Regions from separate parts of the Danio rerio genome. Here region 1 is linked to region 2. A link is a contact called in public Micro-C data. All regions are on one chromosome and are shown on one strand. Each heading gives the region's core, a stretch centred on a gene start, on an enhancer-like site or on the middle of the called end of the contact. The rest is flanking DNA. Distances are from core to core; before and after follow the strand shown.

Region 1 (2,837 bases), core at 214-2,713, 160 kb before region 2:
ACTCAGGTAAAGCTGGTTTTATATTCATACATTAGGACTTTCTCATTAACAATATAATATATATTAAAAGTATTATTTGCAAATTCTAAATGAAGAGGTCATATAAGCAGCAGCAGAAGACTATCAAAGTACAACATCGTTCACAGCCAAATAAAGTGCTAATGTTGTTTTGAAGTCATGTTTATATGTGATTTCAGAGCTAGAATTCAAAGTAACATGGTAAACAATGTAGGGAGTGTGTCACAAGATGTCACTGAAAGAATGTGCGAATATAAAACCAACTTTACCTCATTACGAGTACGGGTATTTTAAGTAACGACCCGATACCCGATACTGGTGCATCCCAAAAAGCTTCGGCCAACTGTCATTTTCATTTAAAGAAATTCAATAAGAGTAAAGGGCTTTTTTCAGTTTCATACGTTTAGGACATGGTAAGTTCTGAAATTTAATTATGGCTTTATTAGAAATAAAACCAAATAACATTATTATTATACTTTAAATAACTGACCAACCACTGACAAGTCATGTTTATATGTGATTTCAGAGCTAGAATTCAAAGTACCATGGTAAATAGAGGTAAAATTGGCTTTATATTTGGATATTCAGACATTTTCCCTAATAATATAATTTAATTAAAGTATACTTTGCAAATTCTAAATAGGTAAATCATATTAGCAGCCAATGTCTATCAAAGTACAACACTGTTAACAGTGAATTAGATAGTTTTAATGTTGTTTAGGAGTCATACTTGCATGCTAATTCCGATCGAATATTCAAAGTAACATGGTAAACAATATAGGGACTTCTAAATAAACGAATTTGTGAATATAAAACCAACTTTACCTCTATCCATGGTAAACAATGTAGGGAGCGTGAACTGAACGAATGTGCAAACATAAACCAACTTTACCTCTATAATGAACCATGATTTCGCTACACTTACGTCATTTGTAGTTAAACGACAGCTACACAAATGTCAAACACACCTTAATCCAGGGTTACTTTAATGTTACTGTTATTAAAATAAAAGCATGATGAAGGTTTGTCACTTTTCATTTTCGCAAGGGTCACTTCAAAACCACAGAACTTCCTCTAACATGACTTCACTACAAGATCACTGCACTGACAGAATCATGTAATAGTCTGAAGCTAAACATTGATATAGATCAATGCATCACAGACCGTAAACAGATTAATCACCCTAAACAGATCAACAAACCGAACACACACAGACTTTATGCAGAAGTAAGTCTAATAACTCACAACTCGATCATCCATTCCCCCGTGAGGACTTCCTGCCAGTCTCCATCTGTGAGGACTCTTAACTGTCCGGCTTTGGGCGCTTCGGGCTGCGCGACCACACAGGCTGCCAGAATAGACAACACACACGCGCCGGCTGTCATTCCCCTGACTCTGCGTGGATCTCCGCACGCCATGTTTCAGCACCCGCCGATTCTCTTCCGCTTCCGCCTCCACCTTCACTGTGACGTATAATCGATGGGCGGAGCCGCGTAATTGACGTCAAGACGCATAAGCTTTAGAAAGCTGTTTTGAAACACACGTTTAATCCAATAAAACAAATAAACACACATTTCGTTCATTACAGACACTTCTTTTTGATTATTGTCTGGGGTTTTATGTGTAGCATTTTGTATTTATATTATGTTACATCAAAAAATGTTACAGCATATGCGCTCTCTCTCTCTCTCTCTCTCTCTCTCTCTCTCTCTCTCTCTCAATTCAATAATTGCTTTATTGGCATGACAAATGTTACACATGTATTGTCAAAGCAGTTCTAAATTTTACATAAAAATAAGAGAACATATATAATACAAAACACAGTTAACAGTAGCCTACAGTAGTAGTAGTAAAAATAAATAAAAAGATATATATATATATATATATATATATATATATATATATATATATATATATATATATATATATATATATATATATATATATATATATATATATATATATCATATCATATTATTGTTATTCAATATATCAGATTATTATTCAAATTTTCACTTTATAATTAAATATATCACATTGTTATTCAATATATCATATCATTATTTATTTATAACAATAAAAATAATTTTAAAAAATCTGAATAAACTGTACATTTAACTTAACAATCAACATTTTGGGATAAAACAGTAATAAAAAACAATAATAAAGAGTATATTTCTTTGCAGAATACAAAAACAATAAATAAAATCGTTAAGTGATTATACAGTACATATAAACATATGAAAAAAACAAAACACACAATTAGAATTTTGATACGTACGCAAATAAGAAAGAGGGGAAGACTAACATGAGGATTAAACAGATAATAAAAAGGAAAATATAAGTCATTCATTCATTTTCTTTTCAGATTAGGCCCTTTATTAATCTGGGGATGCCACAGCGAAATGAACCGCCAACTCATCCAGCACATGTTTTACGCAGCGGATGCCCTTCCAGCAGCACACTCCACACAGAACTTTACACAGAAACACCAACTGACCCAGCCGAGGCTAGAACCAATGATCTTGCTGTGAGGTGACAGCACTACCTACTGCGCCACCATGTTGCCTATTATTAAAATATAACAAAATAAAATACAATGTGCAACTGTTTGCAATAATTTTTCTGACTAGATAATGTTCTCTCTCTACTGTTATTAGAAATAGTTTATTTATACACCATTTTAAATTGCATACACAAATTTAATTGCATACATTTTATTTCAGCTTAGTCCCTTTATTCATCAGAGGTCGCCACAGCGAGATGAACCACCTAATATAACAAAAGTATAAACAAATAAGTTGTAAAAATGTAAATGT
Region 2 (3,084 bases), core at 264-2,763:
ATTCATTCATTTTCTTTTCGGTCCCTTTATTAATCTGAGGTCGCTACAGCGGAATGAACCGCCAACTTATCCAGCATTTGTTTTATGCAGCAGATGCCCTCCCAGCTGCAACCCGTCACTGGGAAACATCCATGCACACTCATTCACACACATTCACTACGGACAATTTAGCCTTCCCATTTCACCTATAGTGCATGTCTTTGGACATAGGGGACAACAAAGCACACTGAGGAAACCCACGCCAACACAGAGAGAACATGCAAACTCCAAACAAATGCCAACTGGCCTAGCAGCGACTATCCTGCTTATAGGTGACAGTGCTAACCCCTGAGCCACCGTGTCGCCTCATTTAGAGTTTTTTTTTTCTTAATTTTTTTTATGTCGCACCATTTTTACAATAAAGTTTAGTAAAAATGTATTTATTAAAAAAACACAGTGAAAGAACTGATAAAGTTAGTGGCTACTTATATTTTCTCATACATCAGATTTCTCCAAAAATGGTGTTTTACACACACCATAAAGCATTTTACTGCCTATATGTCAATAACCCACATACCATATTTGATCACTTTGATTATTGGGCCCCATGCAAATCTTAAGGATGTGACGAGGCTGTTCACAGCATTGCATTTACACTTCAGCCATTGGTCCTCCTCAATAAAGCGACACCAATACTATCCCAACACTGTAAATTATTTACATTCAAATGACCTCGCAGAGCTCCCGTTCCTCTCGCTTGCTCTCTATCATGTCATATTCACCTGGTCAGGCCTGTATGGAGCAGTAAGCTTCACACGACCACCATCTACTGTATATTATATAAATCAGCATCTCCATACAGGCCTGTAGCAGATGCACAGAGCTCTGCTTATGTGGGTCACTGGCATGCACACACTCACTTCACACACATTTCTTATTTGAAACACTGCAGTGAAGGAAAAGTGTCTAATAAATGCAACTTATATGTCAATATAAATAAAGACTGGGATGAATAATTCAAAAATTGAGCATATTATTGACTGGTGTGCATGTAAAATGAGTGTGTGAATTAAAAAACGAGCCAACTCTGGCATAACAATTCTGCAAATGTCATGTTGCTGTTAAATATAGATATTAAAGCGTTAAAATAGCTGTCATCACAAACGCGCGCGCGCGCACAGGGCGGAACAGGGCTGTGGTCCGAACCAAATCATCTGATTTAGATGATGAAAAAATATATGTGTATTTATATGTGTGTGTTCTTTAAAATACAGAAAGGTTGTGACAGGCATCTTCACAGAATTTTACAATAATAACCCACAGTATCACAGGGTGTCTCTCGGCCGGTCGGTTTATTGTTTAAAATATGGACTCACCCCAGCTATCTCTGTCCTTTTTGTCCCGTGCCATGTCGCGCTGGTTGTTTTGGTCAGTATTCGGGGTCGGGTCGGATTTAAGCAGCGTTCATGAGACGAATGCGATGCTGGAAATCAGCTGCCAGTGATGGAGGCTCATTCTCATCTGAAGCGAACATGCAGCGTGCTTTTAGACCGCTGGTGGCGCTGTGAGAGGCTGCATGGTAAACATTTCTAATGTAATAAATTAACTGTAGTGGGCGGGGCTTAGAGACAGTGCAATGCCTCTTACTGGTCAAGCACAAACAGTTCTCATATTTTAACCCTTTACTTGATTGAATGATTTTGTTGTTGCTGCTTTTGTTAAAGCCTCATTTTGAAATGTAAAAGACATGTATATTGAATTACATTATTACATTTTTTACTACTCATTGTGTTATCTGTATTTATTAATTTATACATTTATAGACATATTTATTTGAATAATTTATCTAAATGCAGTTTATTACAGTTTTTATTTATTTATTTTAATTCTTTCTTGTTAATTCATTCTAATCTTGTTAAACTTTATATTTTTGCATTAATTGTTTATTATTCTAAGCACTACATTATTTTAATACATTTTGATGTATTTTTTGTTCATTAATGTATTTTTTGTTTATTATAATGCAATGTCTGGTTTATTTTCTTACTTGATTACATTTATATTTGTAATTAATATTGTATAATATTCTTTACATTATATATTATGTTAATGCATACTGTGTAGTATAAATGTATAGAGTATATTATATTTATGATATGGTTTATACTTTCCACTATTTCCCGGCGCTCCCTAAACACTCATTTAAATTATAATTTTTTATTTTTTTTAATTAGATTGATTCTAGATTATTTTAAACATATTTTACATGTATATTTCTTCAAGTATCCCCATTACTCCTTTGATGGCCAATTAGAAAACATCTGTTCTATAATAAAAATAAATAAATCTTTTAAGGTGTATAATTTTAAATAGGGAAAAATAAACTGGACAAAACGTTAATTTCTGTGTCTGTTCTGCATTGGCACTGTATACAAGAGTTTGTATTACAACTTACAAAAATAATTTATGATATTAATTTTTTACTTCATGACCTTCTCCCATGAGTTCACTATTGTGATAATTATATTAAAATAAAAATTATTAAATGACAGTTTTTCAGTCGCTAACAGGTGTTTTTCCAAGTTGTCACATTTTCAAAACTCTAAACACAAAAAGCACAGCCACAGTCTTTTGTGGCCATACCATTCACACATTTCATGTCGTTTTCACCCAATATGCAGTCAGTGAACACATTTCCACAATGCTTACATTTTCTTAACAAACAAGCTCTACCTTCCAACAAAATTATGAATTGTTTTTGTAGTATTTACGAATGTTAACATACAACAACCCGCGATAGCAAAAACAATATTCCAAACCTTAGATACAGAATAAAAACCTCTGCTTCTGCAATGATATCAGTTTAACCATAATATCAAAAATATATCTCAGCTGATAATAAACAACAAACAATTGAATAATTGACACACAGCTGATTTATGTTGGGTAAATTAAACCAACCACAGCTGATTCCAGTCTGGCTTAGACTCAGGGGCAGGGGTTCTTTTTTTCTATTATGTTTACACGTATACAGTAAAAGGAGGACCTTGAGGAGTGATGTTCATGAAAACATGTGGCCTAATCCTGAAGTTCACAGAGATTGAC

The links. Hi-C and Micro-C count contacts between places; a contact is called where the count stands out from the background.
Region 1: a Micro-C map of caudal fin shows a contact between it and region 2, with 5 times the contacts expected there. The contact joins the promoter of tmx1 here to the promoter of atl1 in region 2. A contact is called at or near these places in 2 of 18 Hi-C or Micro-C datasets (caudal fin and hematopoietic stem cells).

What each region holds. Positions count from the first base shown.
Region 1 is chr13:40,388,661-40,391,497 of GRCz12tu, reverse strand. It overlaps tmx1 (thioredoxin-related transmembrane protein 1), which reads right to left and starts at 1,463. Exons shown (of 8, transcript NM_001115133.1): 1 at 1,264-1,463. The coding sequence starts at 1,436.
Region 2 is chr13:40,229,362-40,232,445 of GRCz12tu, reverse strand. atl1 (atlastin GTPase 1) reads right to left here and starts at 1,513. Exons shown (of 13, transcript NM_001145700.1): 1 at 1,356-1,513. The coding sequence starts at 1,389.